2 separate regions of the Anser cygnoides genome follow, and region 1 is linked to region 2. The links are chromatin contacts, called in public Hi-C maps. All regions are on one chromosome and are shown on one strand. Each heading gives the region's core, a stretch centred on a gene start, on an enhancer-like site or on the middle of the called end of the contact. The rest is flanking DNA. Distances are from core to core; before and after follow the strand shown.

What was found. Hi-C and Micro-C count contacts between places; a contact is called where the count stands out from the background.
Region 1: a contact with region 2 is called in a Hi-C map of liver, with 2.8 times the contacts expected there. The contact joins the promoter of TICRR here to the promoter of MFGE8 in region 2. A contact is called at or near these places in 2 of 7 Hi-C or Micro-C datasets (both in liver).

The regions. Positions count from the first base shown.
Region 1 is chr11:8,516,159-8,522,079 of Taihu_goose_T2T_genome, reverse strand. TICRR (TOPBP1 interacting checkpoint and replication regulator) reads right to left here and starts at 4,565. Exons shown (of 21, transcript XM_067003633.1): 1 at 3,687-4,565; 2 at 1,743-2,028; 3 at 962-1,203; 4 at 469-712; 5 at 1-15. The coding sequence starts at 4,346.
Region 2 is chr11:8,320,397-8,326,048 of Taihu_goose_T2T_genome, reverse strand. It overlaps MFGE8 (milk fat globule EGF and factor V/VIII domain containing), which reads left to right and starts at 1,727. Exons shown (of 10, transcript XM_048072024.2): 1 at 1,727-1,894; 2 at 3,945-4,070; 3 at 4,283-4,408; 4 at 4,692-4,805; 5 at 4,924-5,105; 6 at 5,385-5,540. The coding sequence starts at 1,822.

The DNA of each region.
Region 1 (5,921 bases), core at 3,316-5,815, 190 kb before region 2:
GCATAGGAGTTTCTTCTGAACAGACAAAAATAAAAATATTAGAAGGAAGCTAAATGAAATGGCAGAAGGCTCCGAGGCCGCCACAGAGGCTCTAAGACAGAGGTTTCCAGAGCTCAGCTCACGGAGGGACAATTTACTAGCCATACATCAGGCTGGGAGACCTGTAAGATTCACAGTAACACAAAAGAGGCGAGCCAAAATCAGTCTCCTTGCAGCCACATGCAAAGGTTTTACAGAGATAGCCCACGTGACACTTTTTAGAAACTTGTCCCCAGGCATGTGCAGCTGTGCTTTACCTACAAGGCAACAGAAACTAACGCTGTCAATAAAACTGAAAGGCCTGAGCCACAGAAATCAAGACAAAACGAGACTCCTCACTGAGGAAATCATGAGATCTGATTCGGAGTGGAAGGCTCTGAAGCTAGAGTGGATCAAAATACGGTAAGCTTTGCATTTCCTAATGCCTACCTGTGCTAGCTAGAGAATCCTCCGTTGTCATGTCAATTTTACTCAACACACTATGCACAATATCTGGGAGATGCAGAGCGGGATCTTGGGAAGAGTCCTCCACCACAGCTCCTTCAAGGTCGCGCCGCTGAGCTTCTGCGGTCTGCTCGGCACGCAGGAGAGTGAGAACCGCGGCGCTCTCAGAAAGCGGTGACAGAACAGCAGTGCAGGGGCACCACGTCTTAGACAGAGACACGTCAGCAACCTACATTAAAAAAAAAATACACGTTTACATTTTCTGGAAATATACAAAGACTTAACGAGCACAAACATTTTACAAACTGGTTGTAGACATCTGTGATCTTCTAAAAAACGTTCCAAATTTAGCTCCAAATGAGCAATTTGCAGTGTAACAAATACCAACATTATTGTTTTCACAACGTGACACTGTCACCCTTTTTGCCACAATTTGTTTCACAACAGATACTAGGTTATGGCAAAGAGAAAGATTTACCATGTGCAGTTCTTCAGCCACTAGACTCCTCAACAGCTGATGAAACAGTACCCGGTTGTGTTCTGCGCAGTCAGCCTCGGAAATGTGCAGTATCCAGCTCTCTGTTAGAAAGCTGCCAGCCTGCATCCAGTTCCAACCCGTCAAGCTGCCTTTCAGGAAGATATTGACCGGACAAGGCATTTGTTGTTGGCTCATGGCTAGAGGTTCCAGAATCACAGCACAGTTTTCCTGCTTCTTTCCTCCTGTGCAACGATAAAATAAAAACAAAAGCCCTAAACTGTGTAGAAGGTTCTTTTATCTGGATGGAGACAACTTCAAGACAAGAAAAACAACTACCAAGATTAAACAGGGAACAGCTCTTCAGTAAGATCTCCCCAGGCTCTCATGAAGGGACTACTAAAGAAAGAAAACGCACACTGCATGCTGCTTTAAAGCTAAGTTTTCTTTTGAAGGGCCTTTTTATGCATCTTCTTTAGCCAGATTGAAGAAACTGAGCTAAAGCATGTAGAAGGCTGTATGCCTATATAGTATGGGACCAGCAAAGAGTTCCTCATGCATCCAAACTTCTGGAAAGCTTGGAAGAGACCCGAACAGGAATACAGGCCAATAGCTCTCGTACCAGAGGAACAAGAGCACTTGGAGATTTAAAAACACACATGCTAATAAGAAACACAGACCCTTAAACATCTAAAGTTACTCCCACTCATGTTGTACACAAGGGGAACTCATCAAGCACCCTGGCTAACAGCCTTGTTATTATTATGCCTTTAAAGAAAATTACCAGGTGTGCTGAGAAACAACGTCCCTTCTTGCTTGGGGAATGCTGCTTGAAATACGGAGGGCTTCGAAAACAAGCAGTTCAAGGTTGAGTCCAGTGGCAGAAGCGATGTCCATGGCAGTGTCTGCGGCACTGGGGAACTTAGATCTTCAGGAAAGCCGTGACCAAGGTGCGCCCTGTGGTGGCTCAGACACTGCACTAAGGTTTCAGACGGCAGAATGGTGCCTCCTATCTGGTGGAGCAGCTCAAGCATTGTCCAGTACCCAACGTGATCCGGGGATCCGATCACCTGAAATGAAGTAACAGAGGGGTCTCGAGTTACCATTGGCAGTGAGACAATCTCTACCCAAACGACAAATAAAGACCGCATGTTTTTAGAAGAAGTGGTGTAACAAGCATACACAGAGCAGCTCAGTTCTTCCCAAGTGTTTTCATGGACTCTACCAACTTCCAGGGGCACCCAACAGAGAAAAGACTACTCCAAGTGAACTAAGAGGTAGCCAGTCCTTTCAAGGATGAGGTTTTGAGTACAGTACCTAGACACCTGAACCGTCACACTGCTACCTAACTCCAAGGACAAGACAGACAGCCCACCAATAAACACTGTAGTTACTAAATCACTGACACATCTCAGTCAAAAGGAGAACTTCCATTACAAGGACAGCTTCCATTACAAGGACATAGGCAAAGCAGAGACGTTTAATGCCTTCTTTGCCTCAGCCTCCAATGCTGATGCTGGGCTTCGGGACCCAAGGTGCCCTGAGCTGGAGGACCGTGACAGTGGGAATGACAAACTCCCAACCGACCCTGACCGTGTGCAGGATTTGCTGCTCCTCCTGGATCCATACAAGCCCATGGGTCCGGATGGGATTCATCCCAGGGTGCTCAGAGAGCTGGCTGATGTCATCGCGGGACCTCTCTCATTTATTTTTCAATGATCTTGGGAATCTGGAGAGGTCCCACTGGACTGGAATCTGGCAAGTGTGCCAATTTTCAAGAAGGGCAAGAAAGAAGATGACCCTGGTAATTACAGGCCCCTCAGTCTCACGTCAGTGCCTGGTGAAATTATGGAGATGATCCTTGGAGTTATTGAAGTGCACCTGGGGGACAATGCAGTCATTGGTCCCAGCCAACGTGGGTCCATGAGGGGCAGGTCCTGCCTAACAAATCTGATTTCCTTTTATGATAAGATCACCCATCCAGTCAATCAAGGGAAACCAGCTGACGTGATCTTTTTGGACTTCAGCAAAGCTTTTGACACAGTTTCCCACAGGACCCTACTGGACAAAATGTCCAGCATACAGCTAAACAAAACCATCATGCGATGGGTGAGCAATTGGCTGACGGGCAGGGCTCAAAGGGTTGTGGTAAATGGGGCCACATCTGGCTGGCGGATGGTCACCAGTGGGGTCCCCCAAGGCTCTATTTTAGGGCCAGTCCTCTTCAATGTTTTTATAAATGATTTGGATGTAGGACTAGAAGGTGTTTTGAGCAAATTTGCCGACGACACCAAACTTGGAGGAGCTGTGGACTCGGATGAGGGTGGAAAGGCCTTGCAGAGAGACCTGGACAGATTGGAGAGCTGGGCAGTCACCAACCGCATGAAGTTTAAAAGAAGCAAGTGCCGGGTCCTGCACCTGGGACAGGGCAACCTTGGCTGTTGGAGTTTAAGAAGCGTTTGGACTGCGCACTTAGTCACATGGTCTGAATTTTCAGTAGCCCTGTGCGGTGCCAGGAGTTGGACTCAATGACCCTTATGGGTCCCTTCCAACTCGGGATATTCTATGGTTCCGTGATCCTAGCTGTCAGCATCTTACCGACCAGGACTACGTGGCAGTGGCTGCAGACCTCCTTCCCACCCAAAGCTCACCACACAGAACACGATCCCCTCCCTTCTCGTACAGAACCTCAGTGTAGAGATGGCCCAGCAGAGCCTTTGCTCCCTACCTGCGACCACTCGGCGGTGTCCACCCAGTACAGCGTGACCTTCTGGTCCGCCAGCAGCTCCTGGACGCCCCTGGGCAGGAGTTTCTCTGCCACCTCCTGGGCCGTGGGCGGCTCGGGGGGGGCGGCGGCGGCGCTGCCGGACACGAACTGCCGCAGCTCCCGGCCGGAGTGGGGACAGGGCGAGAAGAGGAAGACGGCGTTGGCGAAGCCCTCGGGGGCCGCCCGGCTCTCGGGGGCCTCTCCCCTCGCCGGCCCGGGCGCTGATCTGCGGCTGCCGCGGAGGGGCTTGGCGGGGGAGGCGATCTCGGGCCGCTCCCACTGGAAGCCCAGCAGCGTCTCCTTCAGCCCGCCGTGCGTGAGGGCGGCGCGGGGCGCGGGGCCGGGCAGGCCGCTGCCGGCGGCCCCCATGCGCTCGGCCAGCTCCTCCTCGAAGCGCGCCCAGGCGCCGGGCCCCGGCTGCCGAAAGCCGCCGCCCCGCGAGGCCCCGCCGCGGCCGCCCAGCGAGTCGAAGAAGCGGAAGGCCCAGCGCAGGCGGGGTGGCCCGAAGCGGCAGCACAAGTGGTTGAGGAGGCGCAGGGCGCCCCGCCGCAGCCGCGCCCGCCGGCACGGGCTGGCGGTGTCCAGCAGGAACACGGCGCTGGGCGAGCACGGCACCGACATGGCGGCGGCGGCGGCGGCCCCGTCACGGCCCCTCGGCCACCTCGGCCCCCTCACGGCCCGGCGGCCCCTTGCCCCCTCACGACACCGCCGCCATTACGCGCTCGTCTCCTCGCGCCTCAGCTTCGCGCTCCCTCATTGGCCGCCGCCGCCAGCCCGCCTCCCTGAATCCGCGCCTCTCATTGGCTCGCTAGGAATGGGGGAGCATGCGCGTTGTGCGGGCCCGCGCTCCATGTCGGAACGGTGCTAGCTGCTGATTGGCCGCAAGCGCCGCGCGCCGCCTGATAGGCGCGGCGTCTGATTGGCGAGCGGCGGGGAGGAGCTTGAGAGGGCGTGGCCAGCGCTAGGGGCGAGCCGATTGGCGGCCGCCGCCGGTTTCAAACTTAAAGGCGGGAGGGGAGGGCGCAGCGGTGACGTCATCGCATGGCCGCTCTCTCATTGGGCTCCGTGGCGGTGACGTCAGCGCGGCGGGGGCGCGCCGGCGGGTGTTGGCAGGGCCACGTGCGGGGGCTGCCCGAGCCCGGCGGTGCCCGAGTCCCGCTCCGCTGGGCCCAGCACGGGGCCGTTCCCCAGGGGTCCCCCGCCCGTGGGCAGCCGCCGCCCGCCCCCCGCGGCCGCGGGGCTCCGCGCCCTGGCCTGAACCGGCCCGGCCGGGCGTGTTTATGGAGCACCAGCGCCCGGCGCCGTTAATGGGCCGGAACTGCCGCCCGGCCCCGGGAGCGGCCACCCAGAGCACGGGAAGGACACGGGGACGCGGGGAGCCGCGCTGTGCCCCTCTGTTCACGCTGCCCAACGTAGCTCTGGGGTCGGTGCAAAATGCCCGGCCTTGTCTCCCATTCCTGGAGCTTTCCTGCTGGCCCCGAACCTTCCGCGGTCCCCGACCTTCCTTGCGTTCACGCCCCGCGAGGCCAGCATGCGCTCATCTGCATCAGGGCAGTGCCCTCGCACACGCTGTTGGGGGGCAAATGACAGCCCGGGGTGCCCCACTGCTCCCCTCTGCTGCAGCTCCCTCCTGCGTGGAAGTGGAGGAACCACGGCTCAGGCAGCCGAATGCCTCGGAGCTGCTTCTCAGCCTGCTCGGGGTCTGCCCTGCCGGCCAGGGCCCCAGGAGCTACCGGCCCTCCTGCTGGGGGCTGCTCTTGGCCCCATATGAGGTGCCGTGGCTGGGGGCTGCTCCCGGCCGTGCCACTTGTCACTAAGTCACCGGTGAGTGTGTACCCTGAGGATGAGGCAAGGCGCTGGTGCTCCCACTGCCACCGCACAGCAGCTGGCATCCATCCCAGCAGCCCAAAGAGGGCACTTAGCAGAGTGTGACCAAAACCTGCCCTACCAGGGACCGCCTGGGACCAGAAACGTGTGCAGGGTACAGGGACAGTGTGGCAGCGCCCAGTGTGGCAGCACGGGACCCAACAGCCCCACCCTGGGGACAGCCACCCACCTCTCCTCCTCCCTGCTGCTCAAGCCCCTGCTCCTTCCCTGCCTGTGCCAGGTATTTGCTCCTGAAGCTGATCCAGCTCTTGGGGAAGCTGTGGGAGATGTTGGCTGAGCCCCAGTGACCTGCTTGTTTCCCAGCCTGAC
Region 2 (5,652 bases), core at 478-2,977:
AAGGAAAACATTCCGCTTTCTGTTTTTAGAAAGGCTGCTGATTTTTCTGCAGCTCCTTCTGGGACACAACCAGGCGGTTGCTCCTCAAAAGGCAAAACAAACACCCTTGGCCTAGTTGCCTGCGTACGGGCCTGGGAATCTTGCCCCGTGCTCCCCTTCCGACCTTGTTTCCCGCTGAACACAATAGCAGTAATTACCCTGAGGCTGAAGGGTTATTCGAAAGCAAGCTCAGTGTCTTGTCCACTCTCTCCTTTCCAGCTGCTGTTTCTCCCTTCGCTGAGCAAAACGTTCGCTGGTGTTTCCATCGATAACTGATGGAAATTCCACCGCCGAGCTTGGCCGTGAGATACGTGCGTGCTCCCTGCCTTCCTCACGCCCTGGTGCTCCAGGGATACGTTCAAAGGGTTTATTTACGGGGGTGGGCAAGCTCCCTTTGCGTGGGGCACCGCTTGGCTGCGCCTCACAGGAGGCACAGGCTGTGTCCGAGGGACGAGGCGGCTGGATGCTGGAGCGGGGATGGAAAATGAGGTGGAACGGCTGATCAAAGTGCACGGCACGTGGCCGGGCTGCTGAGCTCGCTGCCGGCTGAGATTGCCAAGTTGCCAGAGCCAGAAATGGAGCAAGACTCGGGAAGAGTCAACATGTAACGGTGGGCAGCAGCAGGACTATCTGCAGCAGATTAGCTAATGCTAAAACAGAGGGTTTTGCAAGAAGAGATAAGGTCAACTTCACGTTTAGGGGGGATAGGAGGAGATTTCCAGCGCGGAGGCAAATGATCCTGCATATTTTTACTGTGTGGTTTCCTGTACCCTCTTCAGAAGCGTTTGCTGCTGAATATGAATTCAGCCTGAGCGTGCTTTAGCCCGACAGTTTCTGCCTTCCCGGGCAGAGCTCCCCACGTGGCACCAGCTCTGGAAAGCACGGCTGGGCTTTTCCAGCACGGCCTCCCCTGGGGTCTGGGCTGGACAACGCTCAAAGAGGGTCTTGTTCATGGCTGAGCCAACAGACGTGTGGTGCTGCGCTGTGGGGCTGTCCCCGACCTGGCTGCAGGCTGCTCCGGAGGAACTTGGGCTCCTTGGGCTGATCTGTGCGTGGTGGTGTGGGATGCGCCCTGAGCTCCAAAGTGCCCTGCAGGAACATAGGGGAAGCCCGCCCAGGGAGAGAAAATGTGCCCTGAGCACGCACCCTGTGTGCTGAGTGTGCTCCCCATGCACTCTGAGTGTGCACTCCATGCACCCTGAGTCTGCATCCCTGTGCTCTGAGTGTGCGCCCTGTGCTGAGTGTGCTCCCCATGCGCCCTGAGTGTGCATCCATGCACCCTGTGTGCGCCCTGTGCACTTTGCGTGTGTACCCCAGGCACTCTGAGCGTGCACCCCATGCACTGAGTGTGCACCCTGTGCACTCTGAGTGTGCATCTGTACACCCTGAGCGTGCACCCCATGCACTGAGCGTGCACCCCGTGCACCCCGAGCGCGCACCCCACGCACCACCAGCACGCCCCCCCACCCCCGGAGCGCGCACCCCACGCACCCCAAGCGCGCTCCCCGAGCTCATTAGCGCCTCGCTCGGTGCTTCCTAATTAACCACCCCTACCTTTGAAGCCCGACCCACGGGGGCAGAGGCGGCAGGGCTCCGGAGGGCTGTGCCGTGCCGTGCCGGTCCCACCCCGGGGGCGGGCGGCGGAGCACGTGAGGCCGGGCCGGGCCGTGCCGAGCCGTGCCGGGCCGCCCCGAGTCACTCCCCGCCCCGAGCCCCGCGGCGGAGCGGAGCAGGAGCGGCTCGGCTCGGCACGGCTCGGCTCGGCACGGCTCGGCACGCAGCATGGAGCCAGCAAGGCGGTGGCGAGCGCTGCTCCTCCTGGGGCTGGGGCTCTCGCTGCTGCTGGTGGTGGCCGGTGAGTGCAGGGGGGGCCCGGGGGTGCGCGCAGCCCCCCGCAGGAGCAGAGGGGCCGGGAGGGACGAGCTCGGGGCCGCAGCTCGCTCCTGGCTGCCGAGCCGGGAGTAGCCGAGCCGAGCTGGGCCGTGCCGTGCTTTCGGGCTGAGATAAGCGTGTAAACAGCTGCCCTGGGAGCGGCGCGGCACGGCACGGCACCGGGAGCCGCGGGGAGAGGCAGCGCCCTGCGGGTCACCGGGGGTTGGGCGATCACCCAAAAGGCTGACCCCCAAGGGTTACAGTGGGGTGGCTGACCCCAAAAGGCTGACCCCAAAAGGGCGATCCCGAAAGGCCGACCCCAAAGATTGACCCCAAAAGGTGACCCCAAAGGGACGGGTGTGAGCAGGGAGCAGGGGAGCGAAGCCCCCGCGCAGGAGGGCGCCCGTTCGGCCCTCCCCGGGCAGCCCTGACCTGACCCCCCCCCAGCCCCGCCGGTTTTCGGAGGATGTTATTTTTGCCTTCCGGCCAGCCTGTGGGTGCACATAAGCAAACATTTCCAAAAGCGGTGCCTGAGCTCTGTGGCCTTGGTTCCTGGCTGTCCGGGCCGTGACAGCTCCGTCCTTGACCTGAGAGATCCGTGTGTGGGGAGGATGGAGATGCTGAACCGCTCTGCCGCCGGCCCTGAAACGTCCCAAAAAGTAGGAGCATCCAAAACGTTTTGCAGCACTGGAAAATGTGAGTGGCGTGCCTCGCTGCTGGGCGAGGGGCCGGCCGGTGACACCCGCCACCCGAGGAATTATTCCTGGGAGGGGAGAAAAGAGAATCTGCTCCCTCGGAATAAATGAAGTATAAATCTAGCACCGGGACCCCTCCCGTCCCAGCCCTGGGAAGATATGCAGGGAATTTTACGCCGCTCGCTCCTTTTCCCGCAGATGTCCCACCCCAGAAACTCCCCCGTCGGAGCGGCGTGCGCGAGGATGCCGGGGCGCACACGTCCGCTGGCACGCCGTGCTGCAGGAGGCAGCCGGCTCCTGCTGCTCCACACAGGCAGCTCTGTGCGCAGGGGGTCCTTGGGATGCGCCCAGGACCTGCGGAGGAGTGTGGGGCGAAGGCATCCCCACGGAGCAGCCCGTGTAGGAGCTCTCTCCTCCCGCGCCGTAGCTCATGGCAGCGCATTGATGGAGCATGAGGTCATGCAGAGCTGGCTGGGCAGCGCAGGCAGCGACTTGAACCGGTGCCCGAGGTTTTCTGCCTCCCAAGGCTGGGCTAAGGGAGCTCCAGCATCCTTTTGGAAACCCTCGTGGGACGCCCGGGCCCCGCCTGGCCTGCCTGCTGCTGGTGCCTACCCTACAGTTGCTGAGCATCGGGAAGAATAGGATTCCTCGGAGCAGCCCTGCTATTAAAAGGCTAATGAGTAGGAGCTCGCTGAGTAGTAGCTTAGGCTAATGAGAGCCTTGCTGCTTGGTGTGGGTCCAGGCAGCAAGCCCACAGCTCATTACCTTCCACCTTCTCCGGGGCATGCAGGTGGTGGGGGATCGCTGCTGGGTCTCCACCTGAGTTGGAGCTTTGCTCCGACTCGAGCGTGGCACCGAGCAACGTGCTGTCCCTGCGCTTGGCGTGGGGCTCTTAAGGTTTTCAGGCAGCTCTGTGGGAATCGGGTCGAGGTTTATGGAGAGCGTTGCCACCCTGCAGCTGTTTGGGCAGGATAGATTGGGGGTGGGAGGAATTTCCCCGAGGCCATGCGGCACCCTGCGCTTCCTCCTCTCCAGCGGCTGTGAGCGCAGGCACGTGGCTCCCCCTGCGATGATTTTTTTGTTTGTAAATACTAACTTTGGTTAGCAAAACCCAGCAGGGTGACCAGCCCCGTTCCCTGGCATCATCCTGTCCTGCTCATGCCCGTGCGTGCCCCAGCCTGGCCAGCCCCGGCCTCCCGGCACCGCAGCCGAAGCAGGCAGGGCGCTGCGGGCCTGGGATTCCCCTGGGCGCTGGGCTGACCTTCGGGCTCTGTCCAACCACTTTTTCTGTGCACTTTTTTCCTGATGGCTCACGGTGACACGTGGCTTTGCTGGCAGGTGATTTCTGCAACGTAAACCACTGTCAGAACGGGGGCACCTGCCTGACCGGCATCAACGAGGCCCCCTTCTTCTGCATCTGCCCTGAAGGCTACGTTGGGATTGACTGCAACGAGACAGAGAAAGGTGAGGCTCAGGGAGGGACCCGAGTCCCCGTCGCAGGGGCTCTGTGAGGTGCAGGGGACCAGGCAGCCCGCAGGAGCCTGGCAGCGTGCCCTCCTCGTGGCCCTGTGCCTCCAGCCCTGTTGCATCCTCAGGCACTGAAAACACAGAGGATGCTCTTATTTTCCCCCTGTGCCCATATAACATCCCTTTTTACCTCCTTTCCCCTTTCCCAGGCCCCTGCCACCCTAACCCTTGCCACAACAACGGCGAGTGCCAGTTGGTCCCAAATCGAGGGGACGTCTTCACCGACTACATCTGCAAGTGCCCCGCGGGGTACGACGGGGTGCACTGCCAGAACAGTGAGTACAGCAGGCTGGGGGGCTGGGGGGGGGCTGGAGGTGGCAGCTCAGGCACCCCTGGACCTGCTCCCAAGGGGATGTGGTGATCCCGGTGATGTGACGGGGCTGCCCCAAAGCTCAGCCTGCTCCACACATGTTACCAGCCCTGCGGCCAGCAGGGACACGGCTTGAAGGAGAGCTTCAGGCTGTGCCAGCAGGTCTGGGGGAACCTCGCTCTGCAGACACCTCTCTTCCCGGGGCTGGCTTTGGGGTCACCTCCTGAGCCCACTCTCCTTTGTCCTAGACAAGAACGAGTGCTCCTCCCAGCCCTGCAAAAACGGAGGCACCTGCCTAGACCTGGATGGCGACTACACCTGCAAGTGCCCTTCTCCCTTCTTCGGGAGGTCCTGCCACGTCCGTAAGTTCCTGGCACCCCTTGTCCCCAGGCAGGAGGCAGACGAGCCCCTGGTTCTGCTGCCTGGTCACGTATGGCCCCTGCTCTCCCTCCCTCCCTCCCTCCCTCCCCGCGCCCCCAGGCTGTGCCGTTCCCCTGGGCATGGAAGGAGGAGCCATCTCGGACGCGCAGCTCTCGGCCTCCTCCGTCCACTACGGCTTCCTCGGCCTCCAGCGCTGGGGGCCGGAGCTCGCCCGCCTCAACAACCACGGCATCGTCAACGCCTGGACCTCCAGCAATTACGACAAGAGCCCCTGGATCCAGGTACCTATGGGAGGAGCGGCGAGCAGCCCCGTTACCTGCTGCTGCTGGGGTTTAGCACGGTGCCGCCTGGGGCACCGCGTGTCCTGGAGAAGGCGGTGGGCACCCGGCGGGGTGACGTCCCCTCCTCTTCCCAGACCTGGGGCCAGGGGGATGCAGGGCTTTAGCACTGAGGAACCCACGGTGCCCAGGTGTTCCTGGGTGTGATGCTGCCAGGCTGGGTGGTGCCGTGGGTGCAGACCTCACGTCCCACTATATTCACCCTCTTGCTCCCCCCCCCAGGCCAACCTGCTGAGGAAGATGAGGCTGAGCGGCATCGTCACGCAAGGCGCTCGCCGCGTGGGGAAGTCGGAGTACATCCGCGCCTACAAAGTGGCCTACAGCCTGGACGGGAGGGAGTTCACCTTCTGCAAGGACGAGAAGCAGGACACGGACAAGGTGGGCTGAGCGGTGGGGCTGTGTGCCCAGTCCTGAGCTCGGGGGAGTGCTTCTGACCCGGGTCAAAGCCACGTCGGGGACCCTCCGAGCAGCGTGCCGCACCGCACGGGCG